2 separate regions of the Gossypium arboreum genome follow, and region 2 is linked to region 1. A link is a contact called in public Hi-C data. All regions are on one chromosome and are shown on one strand. The core of a region is the stretch at or near the end of the contact, and the rest is flanking DNA. Distances in the headings are between cores, read along the strand shown.

Region 1 (7,474 bases), core at 1,773-4,272:
AGAGCTTGCACTGAAGAAGACCCTTGTTTGAGACCAAGTGCTGGAGAGATCGTTGACAGGTTATCAAGATCGGTGGAAGAACCAACAGAAGGAGAACACACATTGATCTTCGAAAGCTCTTCCAAACCTCTGGTAAACACATCATCCACAACATCCAATCTGTGAATAATATATAATATAATCTGTTAAAAAAGATCCAAAATAGCTATTATTTTCGAGTCCAGGCTTCATAGCCTCTTGTCCTCTTGATAAGGGTATTGAGATCCCTGTAAATAACTACATATATGTAATTAAAAGAAAACTGAGATTGAACAAATAAGGCAGGTTTAAACTTTGTAGTTTTTGTTTAATTTCTCTGAATTTCCTGATACATAATAAATCATTCAAGTAGTCAACATTTTAGAAAAAGCTTGGAAGATTACATACAATTTACTATAAACTATGAAGCCAAATGGTGGGGAATTCTTCATTGAAGCTTGTGCTGCTTTGACTCATTCAGTCAAAGTTTAGCTAAACTATTGAAATTGGCAGAAACTGAATAATAAAAAAGGTTGCACGCTTGGTAGTGGTATGATTCACATTTCTTGGATCACAATCTGCAAGAAAAAAATATTGGTAACTGATCTATCTAAGATATTCAATATATTTAAGATTGGAATATTCTTTTTTTACTCCAAAACCATTTTGAAGCTTTTGGTGGTTCTATGAATTTGGGGCCAATAATTAAAAGCTTTTTTATGGGTGGGGAGGGACCAAATGCCACAGTATGAAAATTCTTGTAGGGCAAAGTCTCTGGTTCTTCTCCTGTCACATCATGTAGAAATGCGCGATTCTACAGTTTTTTTCCCCTATTTTCTCTTATCGTAAATAGAGGTGATCATGGGCCGGGCCGGGTCCATATAATTTTTTAGGCCCATCTATTAGGCCCGGGCTTAGCCCGGCCCGAAATATGGGCTTAAAATTTTACCCAAACCCGGTCCGAAATAAACTTATTAAGCCCGAACCCTGCCCGGCTCGGCCCATATTAAAATTTTTTTATGTCATTAAATAAAAAAGTTTAAAATATAATAAATCAACTATATTTAAAAACATAAAAATAAATATTAAAACAAATAAAAATAATACTAAAACAATTCTTAAAACAATACACAAATTAATAATATAATAAAAAATAGTTATATTAAAAATTTAAAATAATTAAAAATAAAATAAAAAAATATATATTAATATATAATTTGGGCCGGGTTGGGCCGGACCCGGGCCAAAAAACCCTTACCCGAGGCCCGGCCCGTTTTCTAAACGGGCCTCGTTTTTTTGCCCAAGCCCATTTTCCGGCCTATATTTTACCCAAACCTCCCATTTTTTGGCGGGCCTTGGCCGGCCGAGCCGCTTGACCCATGATCACTCTAATCGTAAAGCTAGTTTGCAATATTATTATTTTATTTTAAAAAATTAGGCTTTAATTGAAAATTTTCTAGATTTATAGATTTTACATAAAAATAAAAATAAAAATGCACTTGTTGTTTTTCAAGAAAAATAAGTTTAAAAAATAAAAATACACTCATAATAATATTTTTTACTTTATAAAAAATTAAAATTTTAATCATTTTTGTGTTTATGACTCCAACTTATTTAGGGATTTAAAATAGATGAACATTTGAACTTAAGTTTTTAATGCACTTATTGCATTATTTTATTTTTGTTTAGCGGATTTTAACTTAATTTTAAAGAGAAATTTTTACAGTTTCATTCTTAAAAGTTTATGAACCCTCTCAATAGGTTTGGTATTAGATTCGAAGTGTCCGTGCTCAATTTTATTCCCTCAAAATTAAAATTGTCTCAACAAAAAGACTAAATAAAGTGGTGTCTAAGTTGCCTATTCAACTCCCGTATGTATTAAGACAAGGGATCAAACACTCCTCTCCGTAAATTTACTCGTAACCTCTCAGAATATTTAAATCAAAAAAATAAAATGTGATAAAAAGATACCTAATTGATGTTCCAATTACTTTGTTGAAGGTATCATATTATTGACATTTAATATAAAAAATCTTAATATCGTTATGTGAAATAAAAATATTTTTAAGAAATCCCAACAAAGAACAAGGAAAGAGAAGAAGAAAGAGATGTGTATATATATATATATATATACATCCAAGCATCATGACTTCAAATTCATCGTTAAGATTATATATGTAAATATGACAAGTTCATAACATCATGACTCTAAATTCATCAAAATTGAGGACTCCATCGCCATTAAGATCAAACTGAGCAATCATGGATTTACATTCCTCTAAAGTTCTAGACTCACCTAATCTACTAAGCATCCTCTTCAAACTCTTTGGCGTAATACACCCACAACCTTCCATCTCATACATCTTGAAAGCCTCTTTCAAATCATTCACTTTCTCTTCCTCTCCTACTTCTTCCACTAACCTAATGAAGTCCTCCAACCCCAACAATCCATCCCCGTCCGTATCCAACACCTCCACCGCCACCTCCGCCTCTTCCCGTGACAGCTCCCCTCCTATCGCCTTCACGCACAGTTGAAGCTCCGCCGGGGATATCTTCCCATCTTTATTCTCATCGAAGTGATTAAATACCCTCTCGTATTCTTGGTGTTTGTCCATTCCAATAATGGGAATCAAGCTCTAAACAAAATGGAGCAACAAGTTGAAGGTTCACATGACATATAAAGCTAGCTTAAACCCCAAAATGTTATATAGTTGGGTTGTAACACAAGCCTAAAATGGGGAATAGGAAAGTGAGGGCAACGTGTGTGTATGTAAATTATACGAAGGGGATGAGCGAAGTGGGCGCCTGGCGTGAGGTGACCACCTTGTAACTTGTCTTTAGGGGCTAAAGAAGACTTTGACCTTTCAACTTCATGCATGGGGATGTTTGAAGGAAAAAGAAAGTGTTAAAGCGGAAATCAAAGGAAGAAAAAAGGAGCGCATTCAGACTAATGGATTGGTAGAGGGAGGGGTTTTTACGGCCAACCATCAAATCAGAACGCCCACAACCCTAATAAATAATTGAAGACTAGTGGTAAATAACCCAGAAAAGGGGCAGAAAGGTTTGACTTTATCAAATTTCCCACCAAGATAGGAGATTAATGGGAGCCTTCAACCATTTCGTCATTATAAATCTGGTAATAAAATTACTTGACCTTCTTTCTTCTTCAGTTTTATACAATAGACCTCAGAATTAAAATTAAAAATCATATTCACTCACTTTATTTGGTAAGAGTATTAATATTATAAGAGTTAAATTTATTATTTTAATAACTAATATTATTATTTTTGATTATTCTCTCCTTAAATCATTTAAGGAATGCTCACCTAAATATCCTCAACTTTACATATTATATAATTTAGTCTTTATTCAAACAAATTCAGGAAATTCATTGTGTGGTTGGGCAAACTCGTATCAGCTGGAAAATCCAAACTATGTCAATTCCCATAAACCGGACATCCCCCATCTTCCAATGCCAGCCTCGTTGAATATCGGTTACCAGTCGCTGATGGCTGCCCCGGTAACAAGTTTTGGCCCGAAGAGAGTCATCGGAGGATCAAACAACAATGTTATTTCTAGACATGTTGCAATACCAAACAGAGAAATAGTAGAGTTTTCCAGAAGAGCCCAGCGACATAGACCCGTAGCGAAGCCATTGTTTCTAGAGATAAAAATCTAGTTTTGAGATGGACTCCATGGGAAATCCGAGAAATTGGATCGGTTTTGCTGGGACAACAATGGCGGAAGGTTTGAGATGAAGAGAGAAAAGTAGGGCTTAGTTTGGATGGGCGGTGTGTTTACTTCCGGTGAGGTTAAAAACAGCGGTGGCGGTGTGATTAGTTACTATAGCGGTGAGATTGGATACTGTAGCGGTGAGATTAGAAACAGCGGTGGAGTGTGTGTTTGGATTCAAACGCAGCTGTAGCGGTGAGGTGAAAATGAAAAATGATTATTAAGGACATCATATTAGAATTGATATATAATAGAAGTTTTTAAATTATTTTACTTATATAAAATTATTAAAATATGTGAATTTATAAATTTATTTAATAAAATATTAAAATGTATCTTTTAATATTTTATTATAAATATTTTAATGAATTATATAATCAATTTAAATTATTTATTAGATAAAATGATAATAATTTTTAATTTTTAATTTTTTATTATATAACCAATGTTTAAAACGAATGAAATCATCAGATTTTCTTCCATATGCTCCATTCTTCCTTTGCCTTCTAAAAATTCTAAGTTCTGTTCTCCATTCTTGACAGTAGCTAAAAGCTTGAACTTCAAGCATTTTTCCTTCATATTTTACCCGGGTATAATACGTTGCTGCTGGTGCTCTGTTTGAAATTCTTACTTTACCCAGTTAAAGTGTGTTGAAACTCCAACATAGATAACAGAATTTGGCCGCCAAATCTGAAAAAAATAACAGATTGATAAAGAAACTTTAAGGATAAAATGGTAAAATAATAAATGGAAGTTCAACCAGTGAGCTTACTGCTGCTGAAAGCTCCAGTTGATTTTTGGGATAGCAGTGTGATAAGAATTGATTTTGGTTGCACTGAAACACTCAACCAAACAGCTTCCCAGTGAGGTTGGGAGTCCAACTGCACCTCACTGGCTTTAAACGGTGAACCAAAGGAAGCCTAGAAGGAGAAGAAGAGGTGTTCCAAAAAAAAATAAAAACTTTAAAAGTCACTCATTCTAATTTTTTTTTATAATTTTTAAAATTCTAAGGATTTTTTAAAAAATTTTGAATTATGCTGAAATGGTTAAATGTGGTGATATTTTTTTTATTGCAATCACAGTTTTTTAGGGTTCTTTTTTTAATGTAAGGATTTAAATTCTAAATTAGACTAATTATGCATTACTCTTCTTGTTCCTACACCGCTGGAATCATCTTGAAGATGTTGTCCTGAGGCTCTCGAATTATTCAAAGCCCAAGCTATTGCCGCTATCTCGTCCGTTACCTAATTTCTTTTGCGAAAGACATGTGTCACCCTAACATCCCATTCCTTCCCAAGTAAGTGCCAAATCGATCGTAACACTACCTTATTAGCTGCCAGATTTCCTTTATGCCTCAACAGTCAAACAACCTCCATGTTATTCGTCCCTAAAATCTCCTTCCTCATATCCATGTCCATTTCACATTTTAACCCATCATATGCTCTCCACAGCTCGGCATCTAGGATCAGGCATGGCCCAAAGCTTCTTGAGAAACTGATCAGCCAACGTCCATCAGCATCTCGAATGATCCCCTTGGCGATGCCACCCCTTCCTCAGTCCGCAACGCCTCGACTGTATTTACCTTACACCATACTTCCATCGGTTTCTCCCAGATTACCAACCAACTATACTTTTGGCCACTGGCACTTTGTTGTCGCCCCACGAGACCAACTGCTCTTCGCATGTCAATACATATCATGTTGCTTTTCTCTGAAATTCCTTTTGTTTCAATAAAGCTAGGGTCAAGGACAAGCTTATTTCAACAAATTCAATAAGTTTCGACATATAAATCCAAACAGCAGGTCCCAGTCGACAGCATCCACTTTCGCAAACTAAGCTGGATCTCGTATATTCAATTGCACCCATTCTTTAATATTCATTGACAAAAACTCTCTGAACTAAAGTGAACCATACCGATTTCGCAACAAAACACTGGCGCAGTAAATGGTCTATATCTTCGACTACATTACCACAAGAAGCATAATACAGATCTTTTGTGAGGTGTCATCTTACACGTTTTGCATTCGCTAAAAGGCATTGATTGGCTACTAACCAGAGGAAAACCCTCACTCTTTCTGGCCCCTATGTTAAAGCAGTAACACCAGCAATGTTTATGTTGTTTATATTTGGTCTGTTGGTCTGGTTAATTGTTTTTATTGATTTATTAATTAAGTCTTTAGTCAATGTTTAATTTAATCAGTTGTTTTTATTTTCTAGTTAAATGATTGTTAAGTCTTTGAGTATATCCCTAATTTTCAGGATAGTGGTTTGTATTAGCACAGAAGAATCAACTCGAGATTGCCAATAAGGAAGTTGAATTAACCTTTGAGATGTTATGGTGAAAGCAATAAAAATTGTGCAACAAAGAACACAAGGATTTATAGTAGTTCGGCTCCAATTGCCTACTCCACTACCTTAGCTTATCACAACTAAAGTGTAACAGCTCGTTTTTTTAGTGGTTTCAGGACCATAAATCCGACGAGTGAGTCCGTGAATATTATTATTTAATATTTACGAGTCTAATATAATATTATATTGAATTTTGATTTGATAATTTTTGGTGATTGAATTAATATTTAAATACAAGTGGTTTGTTCCTAAAGTTAAGTGATTTTAAAAAATGAGGTATCGAGACCTCATTTCTATAATTGAGCTCGTAAATATTTAATAATTAAATATTTATGGAGCAATTATATAGGTATATTGAAATTTGGTTCAGAAATTTTGATGTTTTGATAGTTAATTAAGGAAAAAGGACTAAATTGTAAAGGATATAGAAGTTAATTGTTATAAGTTTGTTTTTATTAAATGGTTATAAAAGTATGAGATGAAGGTTTTAAAGTGCAAATAGACCTTAATTGTTATGATGCCCGGTTAGTGGGAGGAAAAATAAAAATATTATTTGTTAAATGTTTTAATTAAAATATTATATGTTAAAATATTAATAAATGAATAGAACAAAAGTCATTATCATAACCTTCTTCATTTTCATGGTTTTGAACCGAAAACCATTATTGAATAACATAAAAGCTTCGGTCAAGCTTTGCAAGTGCGCATCACTACAGGGGCTTTAGCGGCGTTTTTAGCGGCATTTTATCAAAAAACGCCTCAAAAATTATAAAACACAGAGCAATAGCGGCATTTTAGCAAAAACGCCGCTAAAAATTGAGCAATAGCGGCGCTTTTGGTAAAACGCCGCTAAAGACCAGAGCATTAGCGGCGCTTTTGGTAAAACGCCACTAAAGACCAAAGCATTAGCTGCGGTTTGGGTAAAACGCCGCTAAAGACCAAAGCATTAGCGTCGCTTCTGGTAAAACGCCGCTAAAGACCAGAGCATTAGCGGCGCTTCTGGTAAAACGCCGCTAAAGACCAGAGCATTAGCGGCGCTTTTGGTAAAACGCCACTAAAAGTCATGTAACTCCTAAAATCTTAAACCCCAAAAAAACATAAAACACTAATCTATAACCCCTAAAATAGTAAACCTCTAAACCCTAACAAGCCCTAAACACTAAACTATAACCCCTAAAATCCTAAACGTTGCAATAGGTGCATTTTTAGTGGCGCTAGGTTATAAACGCTGCTAATGTTAAATTATTTTGTTAAAAAATTCATCGTTTAGCTGTCTTATTTTTTACCCACACCTGATACACTTAACATTTTTCCCGTTTTCCCCCAGTTCTATTTCCCCCTTCTTCCTCATCCTAAATCCTTAAAGTATTATCAC
Region 2 (7,474 bases), core at 1,938-4,437, 190 kb after region 1:
AGCAAAGTGTAGAGTGGCTGTGGGAATACCAGAAAATCTATCCCGTAGTAGAAGCTTTTTCTTGTGGAAAGCCTTTACTAAGGTTTGGCCTCTTATATGGGAAAATTTGATTTGGTCTGTGGGGGATGGGAGAAGTATTAGGTGTTGGCATGATGTTGAAAGAGGCTACTCGCTGATGTTGAAAAAGTTCGTCGGGTTTTGGGGCATAGTTCAGCTTATGGAGTCTATGGACATATTTCTGAAGATGTGTTACATGTTTTAAGAGACTGTCTGGTAACGACTGATATTTTGAAGCTTTTGATTCCCATTGATTGACTTAACAAGTTTTACTCTAGCAACTTACAAGAATGGATAATATCCAACTTGCATAACCAGTATGATATCTGCTTTGGGGAGGTTAATTGGGAATGTCTTTTCGGGATTATCATCTGGCGTATCTGGAAGAATCGTAACCTCTTTATTTTTCAGAATACGTCATGTAGTAGTTTTGATACAATCTGAACCTCGTATAGTTGGGCCAAACATGTTTTGAAGACTGATCAAAGTTATTTGAATACGGAGAGGAAGATGACATTGTAATCTAATTTTCCAGAGGGTTGGGTATTTTTAAATACTGATGGTTCCGTTAGGCTTGAGGATGACTCTGTCGCAACAAGGGGGGTTGTGAAAGACCGTAATAGGGAATGTATCATTGGCTATAACAGGTTTCTTAGTAGTTGTTCAATATTTGAGGCCGAATTGTGGGGCTTATTGGATGGTCTAAATATCCTTATTGATCGTGGTTTGGATAACATGATGATTCAGATTGATAGTTTTGAAGTAGTGGTGGCCATTCAAGAGAATTTTACAGAGGAATCCAATACGACTCTAATTGGAAGGAATTTTCAACTATTGTCTCAGGTTTCTCATTGGAATATTTTTTATATGCCCAGAGTAGGTAATCAAGAAGTTGATAGACTTGTCAAGGTGGCTCACTCGGGAAGTCAAGATTTGCGAAAGTTTGGAAGATCCCCGTTTGGGTAGTTAGGCCAGTTGGTGTAGTTTTTTTTATAATTTTCTATTTTTTACAAAAAAAAAAACAATTTAATCAAATTACTTAGTAGTACTAACTATTTGGTCAAATTTTTTATAAAAATAATCTAAAAATTTTGATTAATTATAAAAAGAACCTACTTTTTTTTAATACGTAAATAACCCGAAATAAATAGTGAAAGTTAGTGGAGCCAAAGAGATTGGCGCCATCTACTTGCCACGTCAGCCAATCATTGGTTATTAAGATTAAAAATCAATTTTTTTGGTGAAACCAATCTATTTGATGCCACCTATATAAATACTAGTCCAATACCAATATTTCTAAACATTTCAGGGGTTAAAAAATAAATAATAATGGTGAAGTCATAAAGAATGGCGTCACCACTTTAATATATCATATTTTTTTTATATATAGTGATTGATTTTTTTAAAATTTAAAATTAAAATTAGTACTTTATTTGGTGGAGACATAGAGAATGGCACCATCACTTGACTTTTTATTTTTAGTTTTTCTTTTTATTAAAGGTGGTGGCGTCATTCTCTATGGCTTTACCAAAATAATTAATAATTTTAGTTTTAAATTAAAACTAAAAATAAAAAGCCTAAAGGTGGTGGCACCATTTTTTATGGCTCCACCAAATAAAATACTAATTTTAGTTCTAGGGTTCGTTTGTTTACATGTAAAAAAATTTGCGGAAAATATTTTTGTATTTTCTTGTGTTTGTTTCACAGAAAACAGTTTGGTCAACGAAAAATAATTTACAGGTCAACGTAAAATAATCCCTTTTTCCTATAAAATGACTTGCTGTTTTGAAAAGCGTAATTCATTTTCCGAAAAAGAGCTCATTTGGAGGTAATTTTATTTTTATATAAAATTAACTTAAATCAAACTTAATATTATTATATTAATAATAATTTTATTTTTAAAAATATTTAAAAATATTAATATATTAATATAAAATATTATATTTTTAATATTATTAAACATATATATTTAATTATTTATATATATTTAGTCATATAATAAATTATTAATATAATTAATATAATTTATTAATTTAATAAATTATTTAATATTTTAATTTTATTTTAATAATAAATTTTAAAAATAATAATTTTAAATAATATTCTTCCCATATTATTGCAAATATTCAATATTAATATTTTAATAATAAATATTTTGTAGTATAAAGGTTAAAATCATCATAAGTCTATATACTATTCACAAATTTACAATTTAGTCTTTGTACTTTTATTTTCAAGAATTTAGTCCTCTGCTTTTTAAATTTGAAAATCAAGTCCAATTGTTGACATTGTTAAAAATTTTTACCAATTTTGTCGATGTCACATTTTAAATAAAAATACTCACTTGACAGTCATGTAACTAAAAATGACATTGTAATGAACTTAAATTTAACAAAATATTTTTAATATATGTAAAAAATGTAAAATATAAATTTATAAATATAAAATAAACTCGATTAAATAATGAAAAGATAAGAAAATCTCAAATGTATGTTTGTTTCATTAAAAACAACTTTTATGAATTATTTTTAAGAATTCTATCAAACAACAGAAAATATTTTACACAGATTCATCCAAACACTAGAAAATATTAACTTTTCCAAGAGAGTAAGTCATTTTTCGAAAATCATTTTCGGTGAAACAAATAGACTTTTAAATTAAAAAAAATCAATCACACCATTTTCAGTGAAACAAACACACCTTTAAATTTTAAAAAAAAAAACAATCATTATAAAAAAAGTCTGACATATTAAAGTCTACCGCTATTATTTATTTTTTGGCCCTCGAAATATTCAAAAATGTTGATATTAGACTGGTACTTATATATGTGGCGCTAAATAAATTGACTTCATCCAAAAAATTAATTTTTAAATCTTAACCGCCAATGATTGGCTAACATGACAAGTGAGTTATGTCAATCGTTTTTACTTCACTAATTTTTACTATTCATTTCATATAATTTACGTGCATAATAAAAAAAAAAAGCCATTTTTATAATAATAATAAATTTCAAGTTATTTTTATAAAAAAACCCAGTTGGTCCGACTTGTAAAATTATAAAAATATATATAAAATAATATTAAATTTTAAATTTAAATATAGTAGAGGATCAAAACTAAAATTTAACCATGTTCAAAATTAACGGGCACGTGTAGTTGTCACTGTGTGGATTTCTCTATTACAAATGAAGAATGAAACCTCTTCTTTTTCGTTAGCCCTCTCCAACATTTCCTTTTTGTTTCCTTAAAACCCTAACGCCTCCATGGCATGGCTACCCAAACTCCGAGTTGCCAGCGCCTCTGTTGCTTCATCCGCCGTCAACCCACTCCGACGTTGGATCCGAGATATCGGATCAGCCGCTGCGTTGGAGCTCGACTACGACTATGACTACTACGAGTATGAGCGAGCTCCCCGGGATAGGCGCCTGCCTCAGCAGAAGCTTGATGTGGATGGTTCAGTGCCGGAGAGGGGAGTCCAGTGGGTGCTTATAGGGGAGCCTGGAGTGAAACGCCATGCTTATGCCGAGAGGCTTTCCAAGCTTCTAGGAATCCCTCATATTTCAATGGGTTCCCTTATTAGACAAGAGCTTGATCCTTACTCCTCTCTTTACAAACAGGTCTTTTTTTTCTTTAATCTCTGCTAATTGAAATTTATTCCTTTGTTATTTTCTAGAAAAAGATATTGTTTCTTTAAAGGTTTGAATGGTAATTGGTTTTAAAGGTACCCTCTGTTATGGAAAAACATTGGTTTTGGTGTGCAAAAAATTGCTAAGAAATTCGGAGATAGTCTGGTTAATGAGCTTTTACAAGTGTTCACGCTGATTATTACAACTTTTTAAAATATATAATGTAGTCAAAAATATTAATTTGGTCTTTAGGTCGTAAATGCTGTGAATGAAGGGAAGCTTGTTCCAGAGGATGTAGTTTTTGCTTTACTGTCTAAGCGACTTGAAGAAGGTGAAAATGGTTTCATTCTCGATGGAATTCCTCGCACCAGGCTCCAGGCTGTAAGTCATCTATGATTTTGATATTACAATTGTGGTTCTAAGATTTTTTAAAGCTGAATGAAACATTCTACAATAGGTTCTGTCACTAATTATGTTTTTACTTTTTACAGGAAATTCTTGATCAAATTGTTGATATTGATTTGGTTGTGAACTTTAAATGTTCTGAAGAGTACATGAAGATGAGTTCAGAAAGTGAGCTTCTTCACATTGGCAACTCCAAAGGTGTAGAAAGTTCCTTGAAGAAACTCCGTGTATACTCAGAGCAGGTAATTATTGTTTGATATGGTTGTTGTCTAATGACAACCTATCATGGTTATCGTTGTTAGGGAGCCAGTGTATGATTCTTTGAGTTGGATCATGGAAGGTGGAATGTATCTTCTAAACCAATGCTCTTGATCTTCACAGGCCAAGTCAGTGGAGGATTACTACAGTAAGCAAAAGAAGCTTCTCAACTTTCGGCTTGCTGGTGCAACAGGCGATGCATGGCAAGGCCTTTTGGCTGCACTACATCTCCAGTATTCGCCTATTAATGCTCTCAGCTCTTCACCAAAGCTGACAGCTTAAACATCGTTATTTTTCAGATCAAGTGGTCAATTTGATATTCCGGCGTGGTAGTAAATATGTACGTGTGGCGAACACCCAAGTTGGTGATTTGCCTCGAATTTTTGTTTCCCATTTGTGAGTTACTATGCAATATAAAAGTATGTAATGCAGTTTTGGCCGAAGATAAAAGAGTGGAGATGATCATTGGCCTGTATGACCATTTATGATATAATGAATTCATTGTCATTTTTTGTCGTGAATAAGATCTTTTCTTATAGAAATGAACAATCGAACATCAGGTGTATCACTAAACTATGATGTAGAATCAGATTTCTGATCAGCATCAGCTGTCGCTTGAACTTGAGCTGCATACTGCAAGTTCCAAAGAACATCCTCGAAAGACGGCCGAGATGATGGTTCTGGACATGTACATTTGCGTGTAATAGATACAATGATCGATAACGACTCTTGTGAGCTAGTCATTAACACAGCTGGATCCACAATTCGCTTTCGGCCATCCTGGCTGCCAAAGGATGCCTGTGATATGTAATACAAGATATTTAGAAGTAATACCTTTCTCCAATTCTGAAGGAAAAAAGAAACAACAGAAAGTTCCAAAACTGAACACACTTTGACTGTGCATTTGACTAGCCATTATCATTGTGGTAAAGTTGTGTTAATGGACTTCATAGGTGAAAAATAAGTTCCTTACCATTTCATTTAAAAGAAATGTTTCTCCTTTTCCACTCACTATAGGCCCAACAAGAGACTCTAGTAATATAAATCCGAAGTTGTAAACATCATCCTCTAAAGTTTGCCTTTGGCTGCAACAAAAATTTAAATTAGAATGTTTGAGGGGCATGTCCATCCTTTTATGTAAAGATGGAAGTCCAATTTCATTCATGGTTGCAAGCTGAAAGTATGGATACCTAGACTTTAAGCCCCCTCCCTTAGCCTGCAGAAGAACAAAATGTTTCAGGGTAGTCACTCTAGACCATGAAATCTTTTCCTATGCATAGCTAGAAAACATACCTCTAGTTTTTCATTGTCCTCCAAGATGATAGACATCCCATAGTCACACAGCTTGGCAATTCGATGCTCGTCCAGCAATATATTATTGGTCTTCAATCGGTTATTATAAACACCGGGAATAACCCCAGTATGAAGGAAATGTACAGCCTTGGCTACATCAATTAGAATTGCTAATCTATCCGACCACTTAAGAATCTTCTCTGGACAACTTTCTGCACTTTGTTTTTCCAGATTGTGGTTTTCAAAGCTCAAAATCCATTAGTATACATTATAGGTATGCAATGTTTATGTACAAATATAATTTTGAGTTCAAAAGTTTCAACACTGACCTGACAGATGCATACGATAATTCCCATTAGGCACATACTCATATACAAGGAAGACTTTGTTTGCAAAGGGATCATCTTGTACACCACCATCAATGCAGTGCCCCAAAAGGCTTACTAAATGAGGATGATGAAGCTTTGAGAAGAAATCAAGCCTAACTTTAAGGTTTTGAATTGAATATCTCTTCAGTAAATTCAAAGATCGAACGGCAACATAGGTTCCATTCTCCAATCTTCCTTTGTATAGCTGAGAAAGAGAAATAAATGTAAGTCAGATATGTCATTGGTGATCTCACTGACCAAGGCAAAACTTCAAGGATATGGTGTTGGTGCCAAGGTTCCATTCAATTCTGGAAACTACTTGATTGACAAAACAAAGTCATCTAAATTTGATAAGTTCTTCAGTTTTGACTTTTGAGGATACCTTCCCAGCAGGGCTTTCACCCATAAACATTGATGAATCGAAATTATTTGTGGCTTCCTCCAACTCTTCTGAGGAAAACAGTCGAGATACCGGAGAACCTTGTGTCCCTAGCTTCATAACTTCAGAAATGAATCCTAGACAAATGATATTGCACAATTAATAATTAACATAGTAACTCAATCTTCACCTTGAAACACTATAAAATAGTGATAGAAATCATGATGAATTCCCTTCTAATAAGTTACTACAATATGAAGTTGACCTTTATTGCTTACTAGCATTTGCAAGAATGTCAGGTGAAACCCCGGTTGTTGGATTCTCCTGAACTGCCTTTTGCTGTATATGAGTTTCGAGAGTTTTCCTTTGGAAGCATCTTCGAGACAGAAAAAGAACCCCAAATGCCAAGATCATCAGAAGAAGAATAGATCCTACTACAATAGCAATTAATAATGCTATTTTTCTTCCACTTTTTCTTGTGTTTGCTTCTTTACAATATGAACTTTGATGTTGTTGATGACCTTCAATGGACAAGCAATTCCCACCACATTTTACTGCTCTCTTGTCTGATGTATTGTCCAAGCAAAAAGGAAGCTTACCAACCAACTTGTTACTAGAAATATCGACAAACCCAAGTTTGCTACCACAAGTTATTTGCTCTGGAAGTGAACCACTCAGCATATTTGATGCCAAATTCAAATAACTGATGTTTGGCAAATCAAACAAGGCAGAGGGGGGTGTCCCACTCAGATGATTGAAAGACAAGTCAAGGTGCTGGAGATGAGTCAATATGCCAACTTGTGCGGGAATTTCACCTGAGAATAAGTTCTTACCAAGAAGAGCAGTAACCAATCCTCGTGGCATGACAGGCAGTTGGGAATCGAATTGATTCTCTCTTACATCCAACACTCGCAGGCGAGTTAAGCTACTGAAATCAGGCAGTTCCCCTGAAAGCTTATTATGGCACAAGGCAATATCTGTTAGGCTTGAAATTCTGCATATTGAAGAAGGAAACTGGCCCTTCAAATGGTTGCCCCTCAAACTTAGAACAGAAAGATTTGATAAAGAATCCAATGTATCAGGAATAGT

Evidence for each region. Hi-C and Micro-C count contacts between places; a contact is called where the count stands out from the background.
Region 2: a contact with region 1 is called in a Hi-C map of leaf, with 4 times the contacts expected there. The contact joins the promoter of LOC108460900 here to the promoter of LOC108466030 in region 1. A contact is called at or near these places in 2 of 5 Hi-C or Micro-C datasets (both in leaf).

What each region holds. Positions count from the first base shown.
Region 1 is chr4:24,478,699-24,486,172 of ASM2569848v2, forward strand. LOC108466030 (calcium-binding protein CML38-like) reads right to left here and starts at 3,023. Exons shown (of 1, transcript XM_017766400.2): 1 at 2,169-3,023. The coding sequence starts at 2,633. The coding sequence ends at 2,211. It overlaps LOC108459921 (protein LYK2), which reads left to right. Exons shown (of 2, transcript XM_053027169.1): 2 at 1-319. The coding sequence ends at 165.
Region 2 is chr4:24,666,051-24,673,524 of ASM2569848v2, forward strand. It overlaps LOC108460900 (probable adenylate kinase 7, mitochondrial), which reads left to right and starts at 3,188. Exons shown (of 4, transcript XM_017760597.2): 1 at 3,188-3,673; 2 at 3,935-4,063; 3 at 4,174-4,329; 4 at 4,469-4,869. The coding sequence starts at 3,320. The coding sequence ends at 4,627. It overlaps LOC108460899 (probable inactive leucine-rich repeat receptor-like protein kinase At3g03770), which reads right to left. Exons shown (of 8, transcript XM_017760596.2): 2 at 6,664-7,474; 3 at 6,389-6,522; 4 at 5,968-6,211; 5 at 5,639-5,850; 6 at 5,536-5,561; 7 at 5,319-5,430; 8 at 4,827-5,143. The coding sequence ends at 4,919.